Regions from separate parts of the Sus scrofa genome. Here region 2 is linked to region 1. The links are chromatin contacts, called in public Hi-C maps. All regions are on one chromosome and are shown on one strand. The core of a region is the stretch at or near the end of the contact, and the rest is flanking DNA. Distances in the headings are between cores, read along the strand shown. Region 1 holds the start of LOC110256390 (a long non-coding RNA gene). Region 2 has its middle 33 kb from the start of CPN2.

What was found. Hi-C and Micro-C count contacts between places; a contact is called where the count stands out from the background.
Region 2: a contact with region 1 is called in a Hi-C map of subcutaneous adipose tissue, with 4 times the contacts expected there. The contact joins two enhancer-like sites. A contact is called at or near these places in 1 of 5 promoter capture datasets (liver), 18 of 47 Hi-C or Micro-C datasets (alveolar macrophages, brain, embryonic fibroblasts and 11 more) and 1 of 2 datasets of contacts at active chromatin or transcription factors (skeletal muscle).

What each region holds. Positions count from the first base shown.
Region 1 is chr13:131,260,667-131,266,206 of Sscrofa11.1, forward strand. It overlaps LOC110256390 (a long non-coding RNA gene), which reads right to left and starts at 5,078. Exons shown (of 4, transcript XR_002337828.1): 1 at 4,527-5,078. Within about 2 kb of position 1,900, at least 27 of the 83 cell types and tissues checked have an H3K27ac peak or open chromatin away from gene starts, as enhancers often do. A contact at or near this core is called in liver, mesenteric adipose tissue, retroperitoneal adipose tissue and 1 more, where this site is marked.
Region 2 is chr13:131,302,607-131,307,530 of Sscrofa11.1, forward strand. No RefSeq gene overlaps it. Among named protein-coding and RNA genes, the nearest start is that of CPN2, 33 kb to the right of the region's middle. Within about 2 kb of position 2,500, at least 26 of the 83 cell types and tissues checked have an H3K27ac peak or open chromatin away from gene starts, as enhancers often do. A contact at or near this core is called in liver, mesenteric adipose tissue, retroperitoneal adipose tissue and 1 more, where this site is marked.

The DNA of each region.
Region 1 (5,540 bases), core at 650-3,149:
ACCAGAGCTGGCTCAGCTGGCCAGCGCCCGGGCTTCCTGTCCAAGTGTTTGCGGCCGGGCTTCCTGCTGACGGAAGGGCAGCGCTCCTCTGACATCCCAAGCGGTGGCTCCCAGGGCCCCGGCCGCCGAGCACATCCAGCTGGCACCCGGCGCAGGAGCCATGGCTGCGCTCCGTGCAGCTGTCAGATGACATTCACAGGGACGCTGGGGTCAGGCCTGGAGAGCTATAAAGGGGATTCCTTTGGGGAGGGAGGAAGCTGTGAATCAGACCAGAAACCCGGGAGCTCAGGCTTGTCCTGGGCAGGCGGCCAGACCACGCCTCGCAGGCCCCCCCCTCTGACAGACCCCCTTGCTTCATGTGGGCCCACCTCCCTGCCACCTGCGCTCTTTCCCAGTGAGAGCCTCCAGCACATGGCTTCCCTCCGCCCCAGGTGGACTGGGAACGGGGCCACGCACCCAGATGATAGCCCACCCGGGCTCTGACCCCATGCCCTTGAGGAATTTAGCTTCACGGAGAATCAGCTTCCCCTTCACAAGTGGAAACTGGAGAGTGAGAATATTTTCAGAGTGTTCCATGTTTATTTTCCCACGTTTCAAGGGCGGCGACATAGGAAACGGGGTCAGACTTGTTCTCTCTAGCTCCAGAGGTCAGGACAAGCATTCTACGGAGGCAGAATTCAGTTTAAATAGGGGAAAATGAAACCCCCGAACAGGCCATCCCCTAAGTAGTGAGCACCCTGTTGCTAGACTTTAAGCTCTGCGAGGGTCGCTGTCTGTCTTCATTCCTGCCAGAGGACCAAACCAGCACGGTGCCTGCCTAAGAGTAAAGGCTCCAAATCTTTGTGGAAGAGAGGAGTGAAGGCGGATAGAAAAAACAGGGAGGGGTCTTCCCACTGCCTCTCAATAGTAACGAACCTGACTAGGAACCATGAGGCTGCGGGTTCGATCCCTAGCCTTGCTCAGCGGGTTAAGGATCCGGCATTGCCGTGAGCTGTGGTATAGGTCACAGATGCAGCTTGGATCCCACGTTGCTATGGCTCTGGTGTAGGCCGGCAGCTGCAGCTTCGATTTGACCCTTAACCTGGGAACGTCCCTGTGCCATGGTGCAGCCCTAAAAAGAAAAAAAAAAAAAAAAAAAAAAAAACCCAGGAGGGAAAGAGAGGTGGAAAGAAGGAAGAAGAGAGAAAAAGACGAAAGGAGAAAAAGGGGAAAGGATCATCTTCGAGAAGATTCCTCCTTTAGGAGAGAGTTTGGACAAGCTGACTGCAATTGTCTTTTGGACTCAATGATTACAAGACAAGGATTTTAAGCACCCACTCCAAGGGGACACATCAACTCCAAAACCAGGCCGAGCAATTCTCTTGTGACACTGTGTTCATAGGCACAGGCCTTGCCACCCGAGCACTCTGTGGTCTACAACGCCCCCAAGACAGACACAAACACACACACACACACACACACACACACACACACACACACACACACACACACAAGTTGTCCCTCACTTCTACAGAATCCTGAAAAACACAGAGTCTGCATTTGAAAGACGTAGAGCCAGAGGTTCAAAGACGGCATGTGACTTGTCTGAGCTGAGACTTAGCCTCAGGTCTCCTGACCCTGAGTCCAGTAATAAGCAGGCTAGTCTGCCTTCCTGCCTGCCAAAGAGCTGTCTGCCCCTGAAGACAGCTATCATGGTCTCACACGAAACTGAAGCACCAGAGGTTGCCCTATCCTTTGAAAAAATGTAGAGGAAACAGATCTTCCTAAAAACAACAACAACAACAAAAAAAAAAACACTTCCCTTTCCCGGCCTGGCTCCCAGCAGGATAAGGCTTGGGCACGACCACTAATTGCAGTAACCGGCAGAGGATCTGGGACTCTTTCCAGAGGCAAGTTTACTTTCTAGGGCCAGCTCTCCAGAGCACTGGTTGGAAAGATGTGTTCTTTTCCAAAGGTCTGACTAGCTGGAGATTAGGCGGGTCATTTGCCTGTCTTCTGTCCCTCTGTGTTCCTCTCTCACAGGGGGCTGACCCCTGTCGGCCACATTCCCCACCAAGACTGGTTTCTACCCTCGGCTCCCCACCGCCCCCGCCCCCGGGGGGAAGGACAGAGGGTAGAAACCAGCCTTTCTCTCTGTCTCTCCCTTTATCTGGAGCATCACCTCTGGGGTCCCAATTCCTGCCAGGGGACTTCTGCCAGGGTTCCAGCTCTCTCTGAGTTCTGGAAACACAACCTCTTCTCTGCCCTTCCAGCAGGAATGGGGCCATTTTCTTGTGGCTGCTACTCTCAAGGCTGCCTTTCACCCAAGTCTGCCCTTTCCTCTCTTCCAAGGTCTTCACAGCTAGCTTCCCTCTGCTGAGGTTTCCGGAATGGGCTATGTCTCCCCCCTGGACTCTGACTGACTCCATGTCAGTGTGGGTGGGTTGAGACCCAGCGCAGAGAGGGTTAAATGGATGGCAATATGGGACTCTCTCTAAGGACCACCTTAAAGAGAGTCAGGTAGTACCTGAGGAAGTACCAAGAGAGTCAGGTAGGCAGGCCAGGAGGCTCCTGAGGAAGCTACCTGTGTATGAGGAGGCAGGCCAGGGCCACCCTGGCTCTGCATGGGAACCAGAGGACCTGGAGTCAGCCCACTGTCCCATCGCAGGCCCCTTCCCCTCTCACAAGGCCCCACCTGCCCAGCATCCCTCAGTGCTAGGACACAATCAGTGCTTCTCACACATGTGGGCCAGACGGCAGGACTCAGCCTCTCAGAGCTCTGAGCAAGCCAAGATTCTAGGTCCAGAAGCTTCTAGGTCACCTCCATCGAAGCGGAAAGAAGGGCTCCCTCAGCACCATCAGCAAAGAAAGCAGGTGTCTTTCCTCCCCACTCCCAAACTCATGGCATCTGGGACTCAAAAAGAAGAGTCACAGTCTCTTCCTGCCCCCACCTCACCCCCAAGGCCCCTCACTCTCCTAGGCTGAGGTCTAATCGGGACTTTTAAGAGTCCCGCCTAGGCAGAGACCCAAGGGGAGGCTGTGTTCTCTGAAACTATTATTCATGAGCACAGATATATCATGTAGAAAGGGAGAAAGCTGAGACTCACCTTTAGATTTAGGTGGACCTACTACATGCTTGCCACGGAGATAAGTACTTACACGTAGTCTGTGTCATTTCATCAATCGATAAAAGGGGAGAATAAGACCCCCCCCCAAAATGCATCAGCCTCTGTTCAATGTATCTTTACTGGGTACCTGCCAGGTACTAGGCATTCTGCAAGGATGATTTGACTACAGTTCCTTCCTTCTAGTCAAGAACCTGAGGTCTGGAATCAGCTAGACCCACCTGGGTTTGAATCCAGACTCCAGCAGTTAGTATTTATGTGACCTTGAGCAAGTGACGTGTGCCCCGAGCCTCAGATTCTGCATCTATGAAAAGGATATAATGATAAGAGTCTAGTCTCATTAAGGTGTTGAAGGATTCAGGTAGGTTAACAAGCTTAGCGAGTGCCCAGCACCTGGTAAACACTCTTCAACGAGTGGTAACTTTTTTTTTTAATTAGTAAGTCTAGGATGCATGGCAGCATCCAGGGGTGAAAAGCATTTTCGAAGGCTGCCCAGAGCCTTCTGACTCCAGAATTGGAAGAAAAATGGCTGTTGCTTTCTCCGTCTCACCTCAGACGCATCCCACACACCCTCAGCTCCCCCTGGCAGCCTCGCCGCCACCCTTCTGAGCTGCCGGATGTCCGCTGAGGTCCAAGGTTTGGAGAGTTTCCGGGACTGGCGGGGTCACACTGCAGCTGGGCGGTGCCTGGCAGCCCCACCCTTCCTGGCAGCCAGGCCTCCTCCTGGGTCCCTGAAAGCCTGCCAATGGGGGGTGGGGAGCAGAGGGAGAGGAAGGTCCAGCTCAGACATTTGCCCTGAGGGAAGCCTGCAGGGAGGCTGGGGTTACGGGGGAAGGAGGAGAGGGGGCAGAGCAGACTCACACCCTTGTCCAGCCACACAGAGAATCCAGACTCTGGAAGTGCCAAGTGCTCCTCCTAGTGGAGAAGGGATGAGGCAAGATCCCATTCAGCTGCCTCTCCCCCCCCTCCCCCATTACCTAACCCAAAAAACGGGGTGCCTTCACCAGGCCCATCAGACGGCACTTTCAGTCCCATTCTACAGCTCCTCACAGCTGAAAAAGCCCCTTTGCATCCAATTCCCGTAACATGGTGATTTTTTTTCAGGGGGCACATTTGTAACACCCCATTTCACAGATGAGAACACTGAGTCCATTCCTGCAGTCTTTGGCAGAACTGGGACTAGAACCCAGGTCTTTTCATTCTCCCTTCCACAGGCTTTTGTCAGTGCACTGGCCTCCAAGAGGGAGATACCCTCCTTGTCCATAGCCCACCCCTTCCACCCCCACTCCTCATACAAGCATCGTGCCATCTTGAAAACAGCACTGGTTCTTTTCTTGGCTCTCAGTCACAAGAACCTCAGCGCCCAGTGGTAGCCTGATTAAAGCCACTCCTTTGCTGCAAGCTCGTCCTACGTTTTCATACCTGCGCATCTCAGTGTCAGCCTTCCCTTCCACCAGCAGGCCTATCCGACGGCTCTCCCAGAGAAAAAGGCTTTCTGCTCACTGTGGTCAGATCCAGGGCACAGCAGGTCTCCTGGGGATCCACCACACACAAGCTGTGCTGAGCACTCCCAGCACAAAGACAGAGCAGTGGGGGCAGTGGAGAGGGACCCCGGCCTGGTCCACCCTGTGCCCCCTGCCCTGGAAGAGACAGGCTGGAGAGAAGGCCCACTCTGGAGGAGGAGACGACCTCTGCCCTGCCTTCTTCCCTGAAAACAAAGTCCCTCCTCAGAAGGAGCTCTCCAGAGGCACCCCTGCCCCGACTGGGAACGCAACCACATGGGTCCTTGGGACCCACAGTTCCCAGGGACAGCCCCAGAGGTCTGGCTTGGAGACCCAGCCACTAGCGAGTCTCCTACAGAACAGAGCTGGAGAGGTGGCCCGGGTCCCCATCCTGGAGGGAAGGTCTCCTGGGACTGGAAGCTGGTTCTCCCCCAGCTCCGGGAGTGGGGTGGCTTACTCGCTGCGGATCCTGTCATGGGACAGAGCTGGGCCTGGGCTCAAGGACAGGCCAGGCAGACAGAGAACTGTGTTTTCCGGGAAGGCAGCCAGCCCTCGTGCCCTCAGGCTTCCGGGCATTGAGGAGAGCAGCAGAGCAGGCTCCTGCCACCACCCCAGTCGCCCCACACAGCCCGGCCCGTCTCTGAGCCAGAGCACTGCAGCAGGAGGTCCTCTGCCACCCAGCCCTTCCCCCGGCCACTGCTTTGTGAACTAAAGGGCGCTGCACTGAGGGGAGGACAAGCATGACCTGAGGCCTCAGCCCCACCCCATGCCCAAGTCCTTGGGTGTCTCCTCGTGAGCAAACCGGAGCTCCCCTGCTTCTCTCATTCCCAGGACGATGGCCATACCATTTCACCCCCTGAGCTGTACTGGGGCAGTAATGCCTGCTGTGCCTGGCTCCCGGATTGCCGGAGCCTTGGAATGTAAGCTGCCTGTG
Region 2 (4,924 bases), core at 1,250-3,749, 43 kb after region 1:
ATTTTAATTACTAAGTATTAGCCAGTTTGCAAGTCACAAAGAGAACCGTCATTAGGACTCTTTTAATTCCAACTTCATTCTTGAACTCCTCGAGTCATGCCTAGATTTGGGCAAATATTTCCCATCCTGTCAGGTAAAAGTCTTTGGCATGGAGAAGAAGTGCCAGGGTGCAGAACAAGGATTTCCAAATTTAGGTGCGTATAAAAGACAAGTTTAAATACCTATGTATTCCCAGACCCTATTCCCAGTGGGTCCGAATGAGCAGGTCTGAAATAGGTACGGGTAGTGCAAGAACAATAGCAAAACCATTATCTCTTTGAAATCTTGGTTCAAATGTCACTTTCGTGGTAAGGCTTGTCTTGACCATTACATTAAAAATCACAACCTACCTACCACCTCCCTACTCCTCACCCCCGATCCTGCTCTCCTCGTTCTCACAGCATTTTCACCTTCTGTTACACATACCACTGCTAAGGACTGGATGTTTGTGTCTCCCCCAAATTCATATGCTGGGGCCCTAACCCCTTGTGTGATGGTATCTAGAGGCAAGGCCTTTGGGAGGTAATTAAGGTAAATGAGGTCATGAGGTGGAGCCCCCATGATGGGATTAGTGCCCTTAAGGAGAAAGAGGCCAGTGCTCTCTTGTCACCATGTGAGGACATGGCAAGAAGGTGGCCATCTGCAAACCATGAAGAGGGCCCTCAACAGATACCAACTGGCACACCTTGACCTTGGACTTCTCAGCCTCTAGAACAGTGAGAAATAAATGATTTAGGGCCGCACTTGCAGCATATGGAGGTCCCAAGGCTAGGGGTCGAATCAGAGCTGTAGCTGCCAGCCTACGCCACAGCCACAGCAACAAGATCCAAGCTACGGCTCACGGCAACGCTGGATCCTTAACCCACTGAGCGAGGATAGGGATCGAACCTGTGTCCTCGTGGATGCTAGTCAGTTTCATTTCCGCTGAACCATGACCAGAACTCCAATAAATGTTTTTTATTTTTTAATTAAGCCACCCAATAAATGGCATTTTGTTAGAGCAGTCCAAGCTGACTAAGACACCTATTATGACTGACTTGTTTCTTATGCTTGTCTTGTTCTCCCCAATCAGGGAAGCTCGATGAAGGCAGGACCTGCCTTGTTCACTGCTGACTCCCACGGGCTTGAAACAGCTTGGGTTGGTAATATCTGCTTAAAAGGACAGACTGAATGAGGATGTGGTTCTAATGCAGTGACCCATGTGAGAGGAAACACAAGTGTTGGTATTAGCCAGATAAGAGATTGGACCCCAACCTAAATGTCCATTGACATTTCAATGGATTAAGAAGATGTGGTATATATACACAATGGAATATTACTCAGCCATAAAAAAGAACAAAATAATGCCATTTGCAGCAACATGGATGGAACTAGAGACTCTCATGAGTGAGGTAAGTCAGAAAGAGAAAGACAAATACATTATGATATCAATTATATATGGAATCTAATATACCGCACAAATGAACCTTTCCACAGAAAAGAAACTCATGGACTTGAAGAACAGACTTGTGGTTGCCAAGGGGGAGGGGGAGGGAGTGGAATGGACTGGGAATTTGGGGTTAATAGATGCAAACTATTGCCTTTGTAATGGATAAGCAATGAGATCCTGCTGTATAGCACTGGGAACTATATCTAGTCACTTATGATGGAGCATGATAATGTGAGAAAAAAAGAGTGTATATATCTATGTGTGACTGGGTCACCTTGCTGTACAGTAAAAAACTGACAGAATACTATAAACCAGCTATAATGAAAAAAATGGAAATCATTTTTTAAAAATAAAAAATAAAAATAAAAGGACAGACTGAATGAGGATGAGGTTCTAATGCAGTAACCCAGGTGAGAGGAAAAGCATGAGTGTTGCTATTCGCCAGACGAGAGGTTGGATCCCAACTCTGCTCACTTCTATGTGACTTCAGACACTTTAGACTCAGCTTTCTTTGAGCATCAGCTTTCTCATCTGTGACATGGAGGCAGTACCTCCTTCCTAGTGACGCCACATGAAGATCCAGTACAGATTCGGCACAGAGCACTGCTCCCCCAGCCTCATTCTTTCCTCCTTCCCTGTCATCTGGGTAGCATTTTGCATTCAGTGGCCTCAGAGCAGAAAACGTGCCTGAAGCCTCCCAAATGGGGTAGAAGTGCATTCTGCTTCTCATCAGGTGGAGAGAGGCAGGGAGGACAAGGTAACAGGCCACCCGGCAGGGACAGGGGTAAGTCATTCCGCTGGCTCCCTCTGCAACTCAGAGGACACACCCTCCCTCCCTCCATCCCTCCAACCCTTCCACCAGCAGGCATGAACATGAGCTTTCTGAGAGTAAACAGACAATAAATCACTAGCTGGGCTCCCCACCACACCCCCCCCACCCGCCCCCAAAAGCAGCATCATTCAAGACCTCAGGCGGAGAGGGCACGTGCTTGGAGTCTGCAATGTGGAAGCGAGCATTCCTCAGGAAACAGCCCAGCCAGTTTCCCTGGGGCCTTTGGAGTAAGTCCCAGGGACCCTGCCAGCCCCACCTGGAGGGACTTAAACTACAGCACAGGGCTTCGGGCAAGGTGGGAACAGGATTTCCTGATGGTGAGCCTGGAATAGGCGACTGAGGTTACAGACAGAATCTTTTTTCTCTGGGTTTTATGAAACTGATAGGAATTGGAGGCAGAGACCCAGAAAACAGGAAACGTCTACACACACACACACACACACACACACACACACACACACACACACACAGATACATGTTACATAACCCAAAGAGAGGGAAAGAGGCACTCCCAGTGGAGTAGGGTCAGAGTCTCTGTCAACACGGAAAACAGAACTGTGGCGGGGACACGTCAAAGTCCTGAACCTATGTCCCACTCTACTCTGGTCACTCTTCTGCTAACTGCCCAGTGGCTCTGGGTCCTCCCTCCTGCCCTGCCCTAATTTCTTACCCACACGACAAGAGTTCGAATCCCCTTGCTCCTCCTCAAGCATCTGCTTCCTAAGTCCCTGACTTCCCACTGGGCTCTGGCCAGATGCACTGCCAAGGCAACTGGGAAACTGGCCCAAACACTCGGCTCCCTGGATCCCCTTGGCTGCCACCCACCTGCCAGACTCTCTGAGATCCAATCTGGGGCTCAGCCCTTTACTTTCAGAAGCTATGCTGGAAGGTGCCTGATCCGTCCTGATCTGCTACACCTCTTCCCTGGCCTTCAGTCCCCTGAGGGGGCCCATACCAGGCAGGTGAACTCCTCTCTGAGCCCTAGGGTGGCTGTTTCCAGCCAGCATCCTGCTGTGTCTGCTGCTCCAGGGTCAGGCTGAACCTTGGAAGGATAGCTGCCTCTGGCAAGGGGTCTGCTCATCTGGATTCTAAGAGAGACTAATATTCGCCAAATTAAGCCAACTGGCTCCCCTTGGAACCCAGCCATCACACCTTCAACGCTGCCTAAGCGTGTCCAACCTGGCACCCAGCAGCAGTTCTGACGGATTCATTTGAGACGGGCTCTGTTGAGAACCAGCTATGTAACCTTGAGCAAGTCCCTTCCCTCGTTTTCCCCATCTAGGCTGGCCTGGATCACTGCCACCTGCCCACTGTTGACCATCTGTGTCTCTCTCTTCTTCTGTGGCTGCAGGGAATGCCCACCCCACATGGTCAGGAGGGGCAGGGTTGTGAAATGGAAGAACTAGGAACAGACACTCAGGGTCAAGGTCAGAGCAGGAATGAAGCCTGCTTCCTGCTTCTCAGAATGACCTCCTCTCTTCCTCTTGGAGGTGTGAGCTGCCGAAGTCAGAAGGGTCACCAGGCATCATCCAGACCAGAGGTGTTCATGCTGATTTTACCCACAAAGCCTTTCTCCAGATGAAATCTCACACAGCAGCCCAGAAGATCAAACACAGTGGAGGGGAGCAAAAGCAGTGGTGAAATGGAGCATTTATAATAAAGGCAACTCTAACGGCGCATTTATGATAAAGGCAGCTCTGGCATCCTGGCTGGGAAAAGCAACTCCAGGGATGTGCTCAGCTGATGCAGAAAGCTAGATAGTAGAGTATGACCGAATCTGACCAGGCTCTCTCCTCTAGAATAAATCCCCACCCCTGCCTAAAAAAAGTTAAAAAATTTTTTTTAAATTAAAAAAAAAAAACAAGAGTTCCCGTCGTGGCGCAGTGGTTAACGAATCCGACTAGGAACCTTGGGGTTGCGGGTTCCATCCCTGGCCTTGCTCAGCGGGTTAAGCATCTGGCGTTGCCATGAGCTGTGGTGTTGGTTGCAGATGCGGCTCGGATGATACCGCATTGCTGTGGCTCTGGCATAGGCCGGTGGCTACGGCTCCGATTCGACCCCTAGCCTGGGAACCTCCATATGCCACGGGAAGAGGCCCTAGAAAAAGGCAAAAAGACCAAAAAAAAAAAAAAAAAACCAAACTTATCAACAACCAGAACTCACCATAACTCATCTGCATCAACATAATGTTCCTTACAAATATCACTGGCTTATCATATTAAACCTAGGCAATCTCTGGCGGCATCTCTTCCACTTCTACGTATGAAAACACATCACCTTGGAATACCTGATACAACTCAGATAAAAGAGAAAAGGAGCAGGCAGCAGGGCAGGAACTGAGCCATGGACAGCTAAGGAGAAGAGAAACTCAGAAAGAAAAAGAAAGGTAAGAGTTGGTTCCTGCAGCTGACCAAGCAGATTGGAGGATCTGGGCTGGGGAACTAGGGTCTATTAGATTTCTCGGGACCCTTAGGGTCCTGATGAGACAGGGGAGGGGCAGGGAGCTTGTGGGGGAGGGTGGGAAAGGATTCTGGTGCCTTGGTCAGGTGGAAATGGGGAGGGGCTTCCTTCCCCATCATCGGAGGAGCCTTAACAAAAGGCTAGGTACCCTGGATAAGCCTGGG